Regions from separate parts of the Rattus norvegicus genome. Here region 2 is linked to region 1. The links are chromatin contacts, called in public Hi-C maps. All regions are on one chromosome and are shown on one strand. Each heading gives the region's core, a stretch centred on a gene start, on an enhancer-like site or on the middle of the called end of the contact. The rest is flanking DNA. Distances are from core to core; before and after follow the strand shown.

Region 1 (4,256 bases), core at 721-3,220:
AGGTAGAGGCAGAACCTGTGGCCTCTATCACAGGAAGAGTCCAGGGTACTACTGAGCCTCCAGGGCCAAGGGTCTTACACACCCTTACATTTGCCACTGCTGAGGTTATCACAGGGCTATCCAATGCTTGAGAGCTGTAACATTAGTCCTTATAGGAGCTGAGGGGCCCAGTAACTTAGAACAACCTGGGAGCTACACCACCAGAAGGTAGCTGCTTGCTGCCCCAGTTAGCTGAGTGCCAGGGCCTCTGGGGGTTAAAGCGCAAGGTGATGGACTTCCAGCAGGAACCCCTACAGCTCTGAGCTTCCAGCTCCTAAGTCTGTATTCCAGGGCTGTAGCTGCAGCCTCTGGTTCTAACATCTGTCAGTTCAGCTTCCAGCACCTCGGCACTCAAGGACTAGGACTGCTCAAACTGGAAGACTTCTCTTTGTCTTCTCTGACCCATATCTGGGTAGAGAAGAACCCTATTGGCTGATCAGTAACAGCAAGATTCTGGGGACTGCCACAGAGCTTCAACAACATCATTCATCTAGCTTGGAATCTGATATCTCCATGGCTGCGACCTCGCCAGGCCATAGGCAGTGTGTGGTGACACCTGGCGGCCAAGAGAGGAATTGTTAGCAGTTGGTGTAGATAGGGAAAGCGTCGTTCTAATCAGTGTAGGACTGGGCAGTAGCCCAGGAGCACATAAGCAAGGATGTGCGGAGCCCGGATGACGCCTTTTTACCTGATTCCAAACTCTAATGGACATGCTGCCTTCCCTGTCACCCCTGCCACAGGCCAGGAATCCCTGTTGCTTTGGATGTGGTTGCCTGGCTCTTCAGGGGCCCCACGTCCTATTTTCTCTCTGTATATAGAAATTGTACTGGTTTGAGACCTGCTGCTGGAGAGCGCCATAGGGGTTAAGAGGCCCACTGGAGCCCCACCATGACCTTCTTGGTATTCTGATAACTGTAACTTCTATGTAATTGGCATTTTAGAAATGCTAGGTGTGCCTAGCTGCCAGCCCACATGTGCAGACATGGGCACAGGTGTGTACATGCTGGGGGAGAGGCCCTCTGGAAAGGTGACTCCTGTGTGTGACCAGTATAGGGTGCTATAGCATTTGCTGAGAGTTGGTCTGCCCACCCATGTGAGAGCAGGCAGTTCTGACAGCTGTGCTGGGGCAGTGACTGTAAATGGGGCTTGTCCTACACCAGATGTCTGGACACCAGGTGTCTGTGTCTCTCGGTAAACACATGTGATTGTGGGGAGCTTGGTCAGTGACACCCAACCTCCAGCTCTGTGCAGTTTGGTCTTGTGGTTCCCAGGCGCTTGTCCAGCCATTCTCAGGGGTAGGAAGCAATCCAGCTTGGCCTACTTACCTTGCCTGCTCTGAGAGGGACAGGAGGCTGCATGTGATCTTACACCTCGCCTGAATCATCCTCCCTTCCATGCCTGTCTTCACTTTATAAGCCCAGAGAGGTTGCATATTCTCCTTAGAATCACACAGGGTCCCCAGCTAGGGCTGATGAGAGGCTAGGGTGAGGCTGGTCTGTCTGATCCTATCTGCCTAAGCCTGCTGCCTCAGGAGGCGGTTGTCAGGAGCTAGCAGGGCATGCCTTAGCTCCCATGTTCTATGTAAATCTCACCATGGCTCCCCATTGCTTGCAATACAAAGTTCAAGTTTCAGAGCCCACCATCCTGGCTCCACCCTCTTCAGTCTTATAGTCATTACTCCCTGCTGAACCCTGTGTACCAATCACCTTAGCCACTCTTCTTTCCGAGATCCTTGTAGCCTCCTCTTCCAACTCTGTACCTTTTGCTTGGAGAGCCTGGAAACTCCTATTCATCCTGCAACACCCAGCTCTGACCATCCTCCACAGAGTAGGTGCTTCCCCAACTGCCTTCTAGTTGCCTGCTAGTAGCACTTCTCAGGTCATATGCAAATGAGCCTCCCTTCTAAGTCCCCAGCACCCAGCACCAGGCACAGAACAAAGCAGGCACAGATAAATGCTGAGTGAATCAACAGCACAGGCGCGCTCTTGCTGGAATGCAGACTAGCTGGGAGGAAAGTGGTGACTCTTTTTCCACTATTCGGAGTTTGCCAAAAGATCCAGAGCAGGCCAGGGCTGGGGGAAGGGGCAGGTTGATGTAACAGTTGGAATAGCCCAGGTATCCTCTTTCTACCCCTGAAGCACATGCTCCTGGCTTCTCCTTGGCAGGGGTTGCTGATAGCTTCAGCTCTGGTGTCAGGTACGGGGCTCAACCTCTGAGACTGTCTGTGTCCTGGTAGGTTAGTCAGAGTTAGCCTCATCCTTCTTTCTGTCCATTTTATCAGATAGGGAGCTCAAGGCCAGTTCTGCTTGGCTGACACTAAGGTTTCTGTCCTCCCTGTTCTAGGACTTTGACCTTTGAAGCTCAGGAAGGGTGGGGACAGGAAGGGACAGTAGGGCTGTGCTGGCTCCAGGGCTTTGGCATCAGGGTCAGGGTTTATGCCTGAAGTTCCCATCCAGAGCCGAGTCATCAGGTCAACGCCCTTGGGTCAGCTGAGCCATCCCTGTGAGAGGTTGGCAGAGTCGAGAGACGGTAGCTGGGATTGAGGCTTTCTAAGCACCATCCTGCCTCCAAAGGTCAGGCCCAAAGAGAATAAGGATCGTCTTGTCACGGCTTGGGGACAAGAACTCCTGGGAGAAACCCACCAGCACCAAGAAGACAAAGTATGCCATGACCCAGGTCTGGGCCATTCTTTCTGTGGGTCAGGCTGGGAGGCTTCAGCTTTTTCACTGCGAGCAGCACAGTGTTGGTAGCCATATTCTGGCCTGCTCACCCTGCACAATGTAATTTGTGTCCTCTTGGTGAGTCTCCTCCAGACTACATGGCCTTTGTGCAATATCCCACTTGTGCCTCCAGGCATGGGTGCTAGAGATGAAGTTTCTAAATAGGTAGGGGTAAGATGTGGTTCTGCATGGAAGAGAAGAGGGAGTGAGGTGTTGGCCTATGCTGATAGTAAACTGAGTCCCAGTAACTGGCACCAGGTATGGCATAAAGCAGAACATAAACAACCTTGCATACACAGCCCAGGGAAAAGGCGGATCTTTTCCAGCTAGTTAGACAGGTATGTTTGTCAAAATGTTTGGGCTAGGGCCAGAGCAAAATGCAGGGGTGGGCTGGGTGATCATGAAAAGGGTGAGCGAGAAAGATGTGCATAGGATAGTCCAATCTGGAACAGGAGGGAGGAGAGACAGCCTGTTGGCAACTCTGTTGCCTTGGGCTGGAAATATGACTTCTCTTTCACTCTCCCATATCCTATCTATTGGACCCCAGAACATTCTAGAACCTGACCTCCCCTCCCTCTCTGTTCCCAATATTTGCACCACTGGTGAGTCCTGCAAAATGAACTCTTAGGACATTCCAATCTTGATGCCTTCCCTCTGTAAGCTTCTCTATTCCAGACCATCCAACTGAGGGTCATCCTTGTGTACAGTCCTAGCTGCTCTGGCCTGACCACTACCCTGCCTCTCTTGCTGCTAGCCTCCAGGGCCCAGTGTGCACTTCTACTGTGTTTCTGCAGGATGCTTCTGTGGACACAGCCCTTTCTCTGCAGAGTGCCTGGCCACCTGGGCTAACCTACCCCTGTCCACCTTGCGGTTCTGTGGTTCTCTGGAGCCTACCTCTCAGACTCACTTTCCCTTTGCCTCCACATCACCCTGATGTTCTGTAGGCTAAACTCGCTGCTTGGCCTGTGACCATTTCCTCTGCCCCAGACGTTGCTTCCTGGTGCTCAGAAGGCCTCTTTCCTTTCCTTTCCTCTTTCCCAGAAGGCACCACTTCCCCATGTGTTTTCTCAGGTATGCCCTCGTTGACCACCAGGTCTTTCCATGATAACTCTCCCCACCACCTTGCACTTCACCTTCTTAGAAAGTGTAGTTTGCTCAGAGCTTGTTCCCTTATAGATATTATTCCTGTTCTCAGGAGCTCTAGGAAACAGGGGCTCTAAGAAACGTGATGTGCTTTTGGTGGGAAACCTGGGTGTCTGAGCTAGTAGGGAAGCTTGCAACATGTCCCGATCCTTCCCCAAAACTCAGTTTCCCCACCTGTGTTCTAAGGCTCAGCTCCCCTTTTCACAGCCAGTAGCATCATGTTGGGGGGAACCAAGCCTTTGCTTTATCCTTGAAGAGGGTTACCATGGAAACAGTCTTGGCTCCGGCTTAGGGAGCATCCAGTCCTTTGTTAGATCTGGGCCTGCCTTCAGCTACCCCCTCCTCCGTTGCCTG
Region 2 (4,256 bases), core at 596-3,095, 220 kb after region 1:
TGCCACAACCGCCAGCTACAACCGCAACCCCAGAAAACAGCCATCACTCTCCACTGCTGGCGACACCTCATCAGTAGGACACCCAGGCTTGGAGGAGTGCACCCCACATCAGGTCTCTGGGTAGAACCTGATGTGGCCTAAAGTTAACACTGAAGATCTTGTCCCGAAGGTCTCTGTCACTGTGGCAGGACAGAGTGCTTCTATATAAGCCCTCAGGCCTCTGGTTCTAGGTTCTATTGCTTCACTTCTCGTGTTTTCCTTCCCAAAAAGGATCGTGTGAACGGTTCACACTTGACAGTTGCTGTTACTGAAATTAACTCAGCAGGAATGGTGTTTCAGCGGGCGTGGCTTGCCTGGTTTTAGCTCCTGAGGCATGGGGAAGCTTCACTTTTGCTATGCTTTTGAACCAGTGTTAGGGGATGCACCGTCATGCTGGGTTGGGACTGTGGAGGAACACATCCCTTTTGTCCTCTGCTATCAGACCATCTGTTCACTTGGAGGTCATTTTTATGTTGTAGTCAGTATTCTAAGAAAAGGCTGGAAGCTTTTCTAAGTGACCTCCAGTCAACTGAAGCCAAGAATCAGGACTCAGGCTTCCTACAGGAGGCCACGTCTGGCCCTTTTCTGTGGGACCGCTTTTGACCTTGACACTCCAGCCCCAAGTAGTTGCTGCAGGGCGGTTCTTTTTGCATTTAATGTCCATCACTGTCCTCATCCCAGGTAAAATTCATCCATACCAATGGATAGAATTTCTAAGTTACCTTGCTACTATTACACCCTTTGAAAGGGATACTTAGCCCTGATGTTATCACAGAGCCTTGGTTTATCCTGTATCGTTTCTGTTTGCAAACTGGTTGCTGTAGCAACAAGAGTGTTTGGTGGCTGACCAAGGTATCAGGCCCTCTGGCCCTAGTGACAGTTCCTTTCATGTCCTATGGCTTCTGTGCTTTCAGCTGGGTGAAATACAGCCGGAGACGGCTTACTGGGTTTAGGATGGAAATGATAATTCACTACTGTTCAGTGCACGCTGGAACAATCCCATCGAAACTCCCCAGATGGTTTGGGAAAATACAGTACAGTTAGTGATGCTTAAATACGCAACGCTTGGGATTCGGTCTGTGTAACATTTTCTTCTATGGTCTCTACCTGCCAGCTCAAAAGTTAGGAGAAAATTATAGAAGAGTAATTTGATGTCTTTGAGGAACCATGAGGTTTGTATTCTTTGTATTAAATTTTGAAATAAATTTCTACTTATCTTTTGGTATAGGATCTTGCCAGTAGTCTTTTGTTGTTCATTCTTTTAAGGACTCAGACCCATTCCAACCCCCTCAGCTCCTTGTCAATGGTTTCAGTTCTTTCTGAAAGGGCAGCTCAATATTTGCCCTAAGTCTACTTTGTCTTGGCTTTACTTAAAGTAAGTGACTCATGCTTCATGAACCTTGAGAATGTGCTAGGAGCATGAGCTGAAAGCACTGTTTTTGAGTGGCACACAGATCATGTCTGTCTTATTGACTCATGGTGTTGGGCCAGCCTGCTGCATTTGTAAAATGGGGTCAGAGCCTGTCACCATACATGGGTGTGAGGAATAAATCAATTGTAGCCCAAGTACCTGGGGCATGGCGCCTCTGCCCATCTGAGGCACTGCCACGCTGTTCTCAAGCAGGCAAACTTTCCAAGCCTAACATGTCATTCCCATCATGCCTCCTCACAGCTGCCAGAACAGGTTACATCTCAAGAGACATAGTCATGCCTAACCAAAACCCCAGAAATGAAATCGAGTGTAGGAAGTTTGTCAGGCTCTGGTGCAGAAAGTACGAGAGTGCAGTTTCCATGGTGACCCTAGTCTGTTTCTCTTCCAGTGTCCAACATGAGTCATACCCCAAATGTTTTGTTTGTTTGCCTTGGTAAGAGTGACTCAACATTTTAAAGATTCTAAGATGAAGCAATATCAAATATGGTCAACACAAAAGCTTCCTTGGTGTGTGAGGAGTTCCACGCCTCCATGAAAATACACCTGAGCTTTCTCCAAGTCTCACCCACGGCACACAGAAAATTCCTGGACCCTCCTAGCTGGCTTAAGACCTGAAAGAAAATGAGCAGCCAAGGGCTTTTAGGTAAATTCTTTATTTCCTGTAGGTTCTATAAAAGGACTCTTTCCTGAGTAGTACATACAGCAGCTTAGAAAATGTATCACCAGTACAAAGTAAATGTATCCAGAATTGAATAAAATGTAGCCAAAAACTAATAATCTTTTATGAACATTTTCATAATTCTCTATTTGTTTTCTTTTTTTCATTCTTGATTTTTAGCTTTGTTCTAGTCTTCTGTCAGTATAAAATCCCAAAAGTGCCTTGACAAGAGATGACCTGTGTTCTCTGACAAAAGAGCAGCAGGCAGTACAGGAAACCTGACTCAGGAAGGCAGGCCTGAAAAGCAAATGCCCTGGGTCTGAAGGAGAGAGGAGAGCAAGCATTCTACATGTGAACTGCACTAAAGGAGGATTCCTCTCATTGCTCCAATACCCATAATTTCCCAGTGACTTCTATTTAAAAAAACAGAAATAAAGGGTAGATAAGGCATGGTGGTATATGCATATAATCTCAGCCCTCACTATAAGACAGGGATTTTAAATTTGACACCAGCTGGGAAAACAAATAAGACCCTCTAAAACTCACTCCCATTTCCAAAGACAGGAATACCAAGGTCCAGGGGTCAGAGGGTATCTCCCAGTAAAGTGTTCCAAACACCAGAGTAGACTCTGGGCAGCTTACCGCACCACCCTATGGGGATCCAGCTGGGCTGGTGTCAGACTGATCTGCAGCACAACTTCCTAGTCCCCAGGCCCATCAGCTATCTGCCTTCTCTGGCCTCGAGGACACTGGCTTCATAGCTTCTCAAATGGGAAGAGATGGGAAGCCTCTGCTGCCCGCCTTCTCCGAGTCATCTTCGTGTAGTCGGGCTTCTGTTCTTCTTTAGTCTCTCGGTTCTGTGGCCAGGAAGCAGCCAGAACTCTGGCAGCTTCTGCTTGTGAACTGGTCCCTTCCTCTTCATCAGAAGAGAGTCCGCCTCCTGCATTTGCATGGGGAGCTGCTGCCTCACTCTGGGGGAAAGGCAGGGAGGGGCCACAGTTAATGATGAGTTGCAGATAAATGACTTTAAAAGGGCCAGAAGAACCCAGTCTTGAGCCTGACTGGGCCTCTTGGAAGGCAAGGGTGTGGGTGGTGCTTTGGGAGCCCAGGCTGACTTGCTGGCCCTCCCCAGCCTCATCCAAGCTCATCCAAGCAGGTACTTAGGTGAAAACTGCTGGTGGAAAGAGGATGCTCAAGCAGGCAGCTCAATCAAGTTCTAGGGCAAACAGCTGCTGGCGTGCATGTCGCCTTACTCTGACACAAATGCATGGCATTTTCATCTGCTCAGTGCTTATGACCAACCTTCAGCACTGAGGGATCTGAGGTGGTACCCTGGAGGCTGGCTGGGTTAGCTTGGGGAGGGGTCCTGGATGAACAGTATAAGTCAGTAAATGGATAGCCAAAAGCAAGTGAGAACAAACCAGATGAAGGGGTCCCTAACCAGATTCAAGGGAACACATGACTAAAATGTCTCTTAGCAGGCAAACAGGCAATAGGAAGGGAGATCATAAAGGGAAAGAACATTCAGAGCATGGCCTGCTGGGTCTGACTTAGTACCCATCACTCGGCTGTTCTAAGTTCTGCCTGTACAGGGAAGAAAGCCCTCCCCCATACCCAGTACTGTGGACAGATGCTACAAGTTCGTAGAGTGTGCAGGCTGGAAGCTGGTCACAGTACTGGGAGTCCTGGAAGCCAAGAGGTGCAGACACAAAAGACCCAACACACTTGAACTACCTATATGGAACTATGCAGTAAACTAGTCCCAGTGTAAGTGTCTAGCTTAGAGTAACAGGACCCAGAGCAGGGCAGGGGAGGGCAGGAGCAGCTAGCTGAGGTCAACTGGCAGGCTTCCTAATATAAAGCTAATTATAATGTGATGTCACAGAGTCTGGGCCACCGACTGAGTGGTAACCTTAGGACCCCAGGCTTATTTTGTCTCCAAAGGCCCCATGCTGACCTTGGCCCCGTAGCGGAGTTTCAGCCTTTCTCTGATGAGCAGTCCTCTGACCAGCAGCTTCCAGTTCCCCAGTGCCCGCTTTTCCTTTTTCTGCAGACAGAAGTAAAGGGAGGCAAGGTGAAGAAAAGGCATCATCGGAAAAATATTAAGGCAGAGCCTGATGCTCTAAC

Evidence for each region. Hi-C and Micro-C count contacts between places; a contact is called where the count stands out from the background.
Region 2: a Hi-C map of the A7r5 cell line shows a contact between it and region 1, with 4 times the contacts expected there. The contact joins two enhancer-like sites. A contact is called at or near these places in 3 of 12 Hi-C or Micro-C datasets (the A7r5 cell line, Schwann cells and hepatocytes).

What each region holds. Positions count from the first base shown.
Region 1 is chr4:125,328,536-125,332,791 of GRCr8, forward strand. No RefSeq gene overlaps it. Among named protein-coding and RNA genes, the nearest start is that of Fbln2, 69 kb to the left of the region's middle. Within about 2 kb of position 1,971, at least 28 of the 93 cell types and tissues checked have an H3K27ac peak or open chromatin away from gene starts, as enhancers often do. A contact at or near this core is called in the A7r5 cell line, where this site is marked.
Region 2 is chr4:125,548,721-125,552,976 of GRCr8, forward strand. Tmem43 (transmembrane protein 43) reads left to right here. Exons shown (of 12, transcript NM_001007745.1): 12 at 1-1,266. It overlaps Xpc (XPC complex subunit, DNA damage recognition and repair factor), which reads right to left. Exons shown (of 16, transcript NM_001107874.1): 15 at 4,087-4,176; 16 at 2,113-3,100. The coding sequence ends at 2,885. Among named protein-coding and RNA genes, the nearest start is that of Tmem43, 16 kb to the left of the region's middle. Within about 2 kb of position 1,846, at least 26 of the 93 cell types and tissues checked have an H3K27ac peak or open chromatin away from gene starts, as enhancers often do. A contact at or near this core is called in the A7r5 cell line, where this site is marked.